2 separate regions of the Triticum aestivum genome follow, and region 2 is linked to region 1. The links are chromatin contacts, called in public Hi-C maps. All regions are on one chromosome and are shown on one strand. The core of a region is the stretch at or near the end of the contact, and the rest is flanking DNA. Distances in the headings are between cores, read along the strand shown. Region 1 overlaps LOC123127722 (adenosine kinase 2). Region 2 holds the start of LOC123127723 (phosphoenolpyruvate carboxylase kinase 1).

Region 1 (4,603 bases), core at 552-3,051:
GCATGGTTGCCATTATATGGGGTGTTACTTGTGGCCGTCTTATCCAAGTATATGCCGAAGCGTGGTCAGACCGACGATAGTGCTTGAAGGCAGTGGAATTTTATGGACGTGTTTGTTTTGTGAGAAGTATGGCATAGTGTGGCTAATGGTATGTCTGTCAGTGAACCAAGGGCATTATTTGCCTGTCGTGGCTAGAAATAGTGCAGTGCGAATGTAAGTTGCTCCTTGTGACAAACTGCGTGTTCAGATCAAGAAGCCCCTGCTGCCTGCTACAAGGACAGGTTCCAACTATATATAGTTCGCTGTGCTAGGTTTGTTTCCCTTATGACAAACATCGTGTGTGCTTAACCTTGGCTGACTCCATTTTAAATAACTGTTGATTAAAAAGAATCAAATGTGTTTTGGTTGTGAGGAATAGAAATTTGAAGAGAGATGAGGAGGGGGAAGGGTATGTTTTGTTTTGGTTGTGGGGAGGCAGTGATGGGGAATAGATATTTGAAAAGAGTTGAGTAGGGGGAAGGGAAAAGGAAATTTAGAAGGTCAATTATCACTTATCTTTTCATTGGCCTCCCCCTGGCAATTCACGTATCCCACAATAAACTTCTAATCCTGATACCGATGACGTTTAACTACAGTCTGTAGCATGCTAAGAAACTGGCAGCGTGGAGCACGTCACTTTGACCTAACTTGGCTTTGGGAATACTCCACTTTTCTTGCTCCACGTAGTAATAACCATCCACATGTGGTTGATGAATCGATCACATCACTTGCACGTCAGAGGTACGGGATAAGATTACCGAAAGAGTTTTTTTTTCTACAATAATGACTTTAAAACGTGTATGATGGATCAATCACATCGGGCACACATCAAAAGGCACGGGGTTAGGTTTAAAGGGGTATTACGGAGGTCAGGTGACCAGAAATGCATCAGGAGAAGCATTGCACCGCGCCGAACCTGAACCTGAACGTACGCGGGCGGCTCCAGCACAGACCTAATTTCCTTTTTGTTCGCTTGCTGCAAAAGAAGCCCCTGGACGTATGCATGATGCATATATCCTGTTGTCGACGGAGCAAAACCATACTACCTACCATTGCCTTCGACCAAACAGCTAATACGTCAGTTCCAACTTCCAACAATCCGCGATACACGCAATGCCCACTACGTCCTAACGAGCGCCTTTATACCGCGATGCAACAAATGACAGGGACGTCGGAGCTAGTACGAGCGTGCGAGGTCCCAATGGGCGCGCGACACACCTGTTCGTTGTTGCTGGCCATGTGTCTAACCAAGGCTTATCTTGAGGAGACACCGGAGCGCAACGACGAGCACACGGCACATGCGTGGTTCCCTTCCCTGTAGCAAAGTTGGAAGTTGCATCGCTCTACCATACTCTATTTTCTCGAGCAATGGACTGCTCACTTCCTAACCCTTACAGTAGAAACTACTCATAGTTAGAGCATCTTCAATCCGATCAAGTTAATCCAATCCGCTTTGAGATGCTTTTAGGTTAGGCGTTGTTCAACCGAGCTGCCGGAGTGCCGGTGTCACTGGGCATAACCGGCAAGAAGGTACTCATGACTAATTGATGGAGTACGTTCATACTTTCACTCTCTAGCTAGCTAGGTAGCTAGGTCACGTAGCGCAATGATATTGTTTAAGATAAGGGAGAGCACTTGTAGACAATCCCCTCACTCTCGGAAAAGCTAAGCTAGGAGTATCTCAAAACACATAGGAGTACTCCTATGGAGCGTAGCGCAATAATGAGTGTCGTGCATGCAGCGTCCGCCAACCATCGTGTGTACAGTATTTCCGGAAGAAGAGATAAGGATCTGTCTCATCACGTTCCTGGCTGACGGAAAGATACCGACCGTGCATGTTGGCTGCACCTGCCAGCGCTTTACATTCGTGTACACCTCCGCTCCCCCAGCGACACCGGTGTGTAGCAGCACCACCGGTCCACCACCACGTGTCTTGCCGGTCCGTGAGAAGCACCCCTCACTCAACCCTCAACGTGACATGCCACCCCCACTCCGCGCTGCTGCCCCATCGATCACATGGAGGAGACTCCACGGTACAGGCCAGATTTTTAAACGAAGCAACGCAAGTCATCGAGACTGTTACAAGCAACCGGGTCTGCCAGAAGTAACAGACCAAAAAACAGAAACAATTTACATCCCTAGAAGTTTGAACGCAGACCATATTGAATCAAAGTTACCAAAAGGGAACCTAACATCTTTTTTGAAGCGATGCAAGGCTAGACATAAGTCACCGTCTAAGACGCGGCAGGAGCAGAACGAAGGGGGGAGATCTCTACATTTTTTTTCTCCAACATCATTCTGAGTGAGCCTTCAACGTCCTACCTCGGTTCTTCCTCGCGCACGCGCTCAGGCCCAGGCCTAGACAATCCTGAGCAGCTTTCCTCTTCGCCGATCCAGAAGTTGGAGGCATCTTCTCAGCAGGACCGATTGATCGCCTCCACAGAGAATCTTTCATTGATGCAGCGATTCGTTGATCCTTGCCGGTATTATATGGGTGCTTGTCCATGGTATCCCCTGAAAACACATATCATTACGCATAGTCCAAATGCTTTAAATAGTAGCAACACAGGCAATATTGACAACAGATTTCTTATTATTCACATTCCAAAAGGAAGACAATTCAGCCATGTTATTAGGGATACTGAACTCAAAAGAGTCAGCCATATCACTCCAAATCTATCTAGCAATTACACATTCAAAGAACAGGTGGCAAACTGATTCCTCCTCATCACAGAATAAGCATTTTAAGTTATCCACCACCCTTCTTTTGTTCAAATTGTCCCTGGTAAGAATTTTATTATTAAAAGCTAGCCACAAAAAGACTAGATACTTGTGAGGTACAACAATCTTCCAAAAGTTTTTCCAGACAGGAGTAGAAACTCCACCCCAGTTAATCATGAAATAAAAGGATTTAACCGAGTAAGTCCCTGGCGCTTCTAAAAGCCAAACAGGTTGGTCCTCTTCGTTAGATAGGGTTTTGGTTGACCTGATCCGAGCCATCTCTCCATGAATTCAGTCCCCACACATCTACTGAAAGTAAGTTTTAGATTGAGGCCATCCCATATCTAAATATGTTTTGCAAACGTAAAAAAATAGAATAAAATTAGATGCGTTCATTGTCACACCTAAATGCTACCTGCAAATTTTTACCGGAAAAGCTTAATCTTATTTTTTTTACCAAACGAAGCACTATTATTCCGTTTTGCGTGAAAATTGTCAAACACGCTATGTGAGGCTAACATGAACATCCAAACACAAAAAATCTGAATTTTATAAATTTATTTACATTTTTTTAATTTACTGTTTGTCCAGAAGCATGTGCTCCCAAGAGCCAAAACGACCCTCTGGAACCCTCATGTGAGATTAGTATAAGCACAAAGGATGAAAAGATGTCAATCAAATGGCTAAGGATGTCGACTTGAAATATAACCTGACCCCCTTGATAGTTTAAGGGTGAATTCCATATATGCCACTCAAAACTTGCCCGTACCCTCACATGCCATTGAAAATTTCCCTCCCCTAAATATGCCATTGAAAACTTGCACTGCGTACAGATATGCCCCTATCGCGAGTTGACTGTTAGTTGACTGTTAAGTGGCAGTTGAAAAGATGATTTTACCCCTGAACATACCTTGTGACCATTTAGCCAAATGATATACTGATTTCTATTGTATTCCATTTCAATAATTTTTACATGAATATAAGATGAGCGATGAACTTTTTAATTAATTTCAGCATGAAAGTACAAAACAAGTAAAATAATGTTAGTACAAAAAACAAAATTTCGGCAGCATTTTCGCTTAATTAGCATAGAATCACAATTTGCATCTCATGAGCAATATACCCTCACAAACATCAAAGTTGTTACAAGACCATATTGGTTCATCACAACACAAAACAGAGAGGTCTCAACATGTTTTAATGTCAAACATACACCGAAACAGAGCACACACTACAAGTCCAATCTAACAGGTGCTCTTTTGCTCCTAGTGCTCATAGCTGGGCTATGAGATGTCCTTTTGCTTCTTGTACCCATGGCTGGGCTATCATGTGGAGCAACTTCACTGCATTTTTCTTTGCCTTTTGGCGTCTGCTCTCCAACAGCAACAACTCGTGAGGCAATCTTCTCTTTGGCAGCCTTACCCTTTCCCTTTCGCGGCGCACTCTTCTTAGATTTTTCCTTTTGTTCCCCAGAAGCATGTTTTGGTTCTTTAGAACCCTTGATAGATCTGTACACATAATGTTTATCTGGTAAGCACATTGCATGGTTCTGAAAGGTGCAAATCAGCAACTAACAAATATAGATGGAGATATACCTCACTAAACTAGAACTTGGGCCAACATCCTCATTTATTTGAGAAACTAGATCAGTGTTGTTTTTAGATATCAAAAGATTAACCAATGTTGTGCAATGTTGACAGGAGTATAAGGACACGCAAGTTTAATGCAATCTTACCTAGATGGGTATACCATGACCGGAGCAGTTGTAGAAGCACATGCAACTACCATGGCCGCCTCAGGGTCCTGTATGGCACTCTTCTTCTTTCTCCTCTTCTTTGGTGGC
Region 2 (4,603 bases), core at 1,057-3,556, 270 kb after region 1:
TGATACAATGCACATGATGCAAAGATGAAATGCAACAGACCAAACAAATGACAAGGAAACAATAACGAATAACCAGAGGACACCTGTCGCATCAGTCTCGGGGCGTCACAATCGGGCAATGGAACTTTCATGCTGACGGTTAGCGTTCGCGCGCGACGGTTGGTTTACATCTGCGTTTACATCTCCTGGTGCCTGTGATGTAAATTTGCAATGTGTGTATTGTATTTTTACTATCTCCATCCTGGTTTATAGGTTCTTATTATAATATGTGTCAAATTTTGACCATAAATTTAACTAACAAAATATTCATGCATGTCACTGAAAATGATATCATTGAAAACTATGTTCAAATACGAATCCAACGATATAATTTTTATTGACATGCACTAACATCATGTCCGTTAAATTTTTGTTCAAAATTTAGCATAAATTACAAATTGGACTAATAAATCAGGACGAAGATAGTACATCTCAAGGAGGTGGAGTTGTATTCTTTTTTTTGCATCTACATCATTTTTTGGAGATGGGTTATTTGGCTTTGAAGATGCAAAAGTTAGATATTTTTGCATTTACATCTTCTATTAAAGGTTTTTTTAGCAGCTATTTGATCGCTTCCTCTGCAAAGAAATATAAGAGTGTTTAGATTATTAAAATAGTGATTGGAACGCTCTTATATAAGGGGGTACTTGTATAAGGAGAAACTTGCATGTCAGCTGACCGAAGATTTCATGCAACTTGAGACTTCGCGAGTGGAGTGTTTACCTAAAGTTGTTAGAATATCCTCGATACGGCGGGGGCGGCCGAAAGGCACACGACAGTCTTTTTTTTTTTAGGGAAAGGCACACGACAATCTTGAATTAAAAGGGAAGCAAAGCATAAGCTAGGCTAGCTCATTTTATTCCATCTCCATTAGTTTGTACAAGACGTACATACGCACGCTCGAATATATACAAAAACTCCTGCTGCATCATCCATCATGACATGCAGCATCGCACACAAGAAAGGATAAAGCTGGACAAACACAGGTCCAAGCGGAGCCGCTACTGCTCTTCTTCTAAGGTTCACTCGATCTACTGCCGTAGCGCGATACGTACTACCGTATGTATCAGCGCGGCCTTGCGTAGAAAAACCGTATTAACATCGTCGGCCGGTGCGTCTCGATCGCCGACTATCTCTACTTCTCTGCGGAGCCGGGGTCCCACGGGCGGCATGCTCTAAATCTGCCTCGATCTGCTCTGGCGTGTCTCGGATCCGGCGGCCGTTCAGGTTGGCTGCTCCATCGCCCGGGCTCCTCCGCCGCTCACGATCCACGGGTGGCCTGCATTACAAACATGACAAAATGTTAATTCCTGGATCTAATCTCAGATGAAAACTGCCGGAGAACACGATTTTTCTGGTTCGAAGACAAAGATGTACGCCGGAGTACGAGTATAGTAGGGATTAATGTGTGCTTACGGAGGACTTGCTCTGCGGAGAAGCGTCTCCACTCGTCACGGCACATCATCCGCCTCATGAGGTCCTTGGCGGCCGGGGACACGCCGGAGAACAGCCTCGGAGGGAACCTGACGCTGCCCCGCATCACGGCCGAGAGCACGTCCTTCGCCGTCTCGCCACCGAAGGGGAGCGCGCCGCCGGAGAGCAGCACGTACATGACAACACCTGCGCTCCACACGTCCGCCTTCTCGCCGTAGTCACCGCCGGAAACAACCTCTGGCGCGACGTAGTGGGGGGTGCCCACGAGGCCCTCGGCGCGGCCGCCGTCGGCGCCGATCCACGCGGCCGACCCGAAGTCCGCGAGCCGCGCGCGGGGGGAGCTGTTTTCACCGTCGTCCTCGACGTCGAGGACGACGTTGTCAGGCTTGACGTCGCGGTGGGCGACCCCGCGACGGTGGCAGAGCGCGAGCGCCTGTGCGAGCTGCGCGACGATGTCCGCGGCGACGGGCTCCGGGACGGGCGCGCCGCGGCGGAGGCGGACCCAGTCGAGCAGGTCCGGGCCGGAGCAGAGGTCCATGACCATGTGGGTCCACGAGTCGTCCTCGTAGACGGCGTGCACCTGTACGACGCCCGGGTTCCCCGCGGCGGCGAGCTGGGCCAGCTTGGGCTCGATCTCCGCCAGCTCCCGGTCGAGGTCGTCGGCGAGGTTGGAGCGGTCCACGGACTTGACGGCGAAGGCCTCGCCGGTGGAGCGCGAGGTGCAGCGGTGGACGACGCCGAACCGCCCGCGGCCGATCTCCTCGCCAATCTCGTAGTCTCTGTTTAGGTCTGCACTCATAGTTCAGTGTTTTTTCCTGTGAATTTCGGGTTAGCCCCATTGGACGGAGGGGGTGGCCTATTTAACGACACGGGCCAACCTACGGCCGAGCGGAATATTCGGATCCTGCCTGTCCGGGACACCGCATTTTCTCCTCTTCCCGTTTTACCCTCTACCAGGTCAGCAGCCCGTGCGGGCTAAAAAAACAAGAGTTTCTTTTAGGATGCAAATAGGCAACAATGAATCAGTGAAAGCATATTTATAGTAAAAAAATCATGAGAACAGCTGTAAATTTAAATAAACTTTAATTTTTACCAACATCAACCTAGACAAGAATTTTTTTTCAATAAAATTATTTTAGTGCACTGAGCTAAAAAATGCAGTGGAAAGTGTTGAAGAAAATTGAGTTACTAGCACATCTTCCCTTTGAAAAGCAAAATAGAGTTATAAGCCAAGGACAAAAAAAATACAGGATGTTGCTCAATTTATTTTCAGTTTCTACTGGGGGGCTCTCTGGAGAAATAGAGTATTTGACAAAAAACTACCACATTAGGGGTTACCGTCCCACAGAACTACCACTTTCAAAAAAGTGACTGATAACTACCAAAAATATCTAATTTTGTGACTAAAAACTACTGAAAGGGCATTTCCCTACTTTATGTTTTGGATGATAATGACAACCCGTTGTGGTCTAATCGTGTGCTATATGTTTCAGGTTCTCGATGCTTAGGCTTACATCGGATTGCTATTGCCTCTCGAAGGAAAAGATCGAAGACGTGTCCTCTACGCTTTTATTTTCTTTGGTCGTAGAGTACCCGTACTATCAAGAGGGAATCCTCATTAGGAAGCTCTGGGGGAATCAGTTCACGTACACTTTTCTCACCCTCTCTTTGCCTTCCTCAGGTGTGTGTGGGAGAGAGAGAGTTTTCCTTGCCTCTTCCCCTCTTTTCTGCTCACTGTGTCTACCCAGCGGTTGTACCGCTCTCTGGAGTGGTTGTACCGCTCTCTGGAGTGGTTGTACCGCTGGGTCTTGTCGCTCACCAGTTTTGCTCGAGCGGTTGTACCGCTGCCTCCGGGCGGTGGTACCGCCACCATGCTCTGCAACAGCTGGGGCGGTGGTTCCGTCCATGCACCGCTCAAGTACCGCTCTCGCTTCTGGTTTGATGCGGTTCTTGGGCGGTAGTGGCCCGGTTGGTCCGGTCGTTCCACGATGACCGGTACCACCGATGGTCCGAGCGGTTCTTCCGCTCAGTACTTAGCCGCCCAAGAGCTCAAGGCCATGCGGTTGTTCCGGCCAGGCACCGCCCAAGTACCGGTCAAGCTCCTGTTTTGATGTGGTGGTTGTGCGGTAGCCAGGCGGTTAGTCCGGTTATTTTTCTTAGCCGGTACTATCGCCCGCCTGTCCGGTTGTACCGCTTGGTAGGGTTCTGCAGTTACACCGTGAGTCCCGGTTGTACCGGGACGAGGACCGGTTGTACCGCTGCAGTGCAAAAAACGCAGTAATGGTTGGAAATGTGGGATGACTATTTAAGGGGGCTTCTCCCACCTACCACTCCCACCTTTGACCTCTCTCACTCCACCATTAATGCCCTTCAAGCTCTCTTGCCCGATCTCTCTCTCTAGCCACTCAAACTTGTTGATTTGCTAGGGATTGAAGGAGGAGACCTAGATCTACACTTCCACCAAAGGATATTTGCTTCCCCCATACTTTCTTGTGTGGATTTTGTTACTCTTGGGTGTTTGAGCACCCTAGACGGTTGAGGTCACCTCGGAGCCATATTCCATTGTGGTGAAACTTCGTGGTTTTTGTTGGGAGCCTCCAATTAAGTTGTGGAGAGAGCCCCAACCTTGTTTGTAAAGGTTCGGTCGCCGCCTTCAAGGGCACCAATAGTGGAATCACGGCATCTCGAATTGTGTGAGGGCATGAGGAGAATACGGTGGCCCTAGTGGCTTCTTGGGGAGCATTGTGCCTCCACACCGCTCCAACGGAGACGTACTTCCTCTCAAAGGGAAGGAACTTCGGCAACACATCCTCATCTCCACCGTCTCCACTCTTGGTTATCTCGTGCTTTTATTTGAGCAAGCTTACTTATTTCATATCTCTTGCTTGCTTGTGTACCTATCCTCGTTGCATCATATAGGTTGCTCACCTAGTTGCATATCTAGACAACCTACTTTGATGCAAAGTTTAAATTGTTAAAGAAAAGCTAAAAATTGTTAGTTGCCTATTCACCCCCCCCCCCTCTAGTAAACCATATCGATCCTTTCAATTGGTATCAGAGCCTCGCCTCTTTATTAAGAATTTTACCATCCAAAGAGTATGGTTGATACCATAGACGGTGTGGAGGAACA

Evidence for each region. A called contact is a pair of places that touch in the nucleus more often than the background predicts.
Region 2: a contact with region 1 is called in a Hi-C map of leaf, with 3 times the contacts expected there. The contact joins the promoter of LOC123127723 here to the enhancer-like site in region 1. A contact is called at or near these places in 2 of 5 Hi-C or Micro-C datasets (both in leaf).

Annotation. Positions count from the first base shown.
Region 1 is chr6A:422,558,085-422,562,687 of IWGSC CS RefSeq v2.1, forward strand. It overlaps LOC123127722 (adenosine kinase 2), which reads left to right. Exons shown (of 12, transcript XM_044547537.1): 12 at 1-15. Among protein-coding and RNA genes, the nearest start is that of LOC123127722, 7.3 kb to the left of the region's middle. Within about 2 kb of position 1,802, at least 7 of the 8 cell types and tissues checked have an H3K27ac peak or open chromatin away from gene starts, as enhancers often do. A contact at or near this core is called in leaf, where this site is marked.
Region 2 is chr6A:422,828,079-422,832,681 of IWGSC CS RefSeq v2.1, forward strand. LOC123127723 (phosphoenolpyruvate carboxylase kinase 1) reads right to left here and starts at 2,307. Exons shown (of 2, transcript XM_044547539.1): 1 at 1,456-2,307; 2 at 853-1,318. The coding sequence starts at 2,272. The coding sequence ends at 1,263.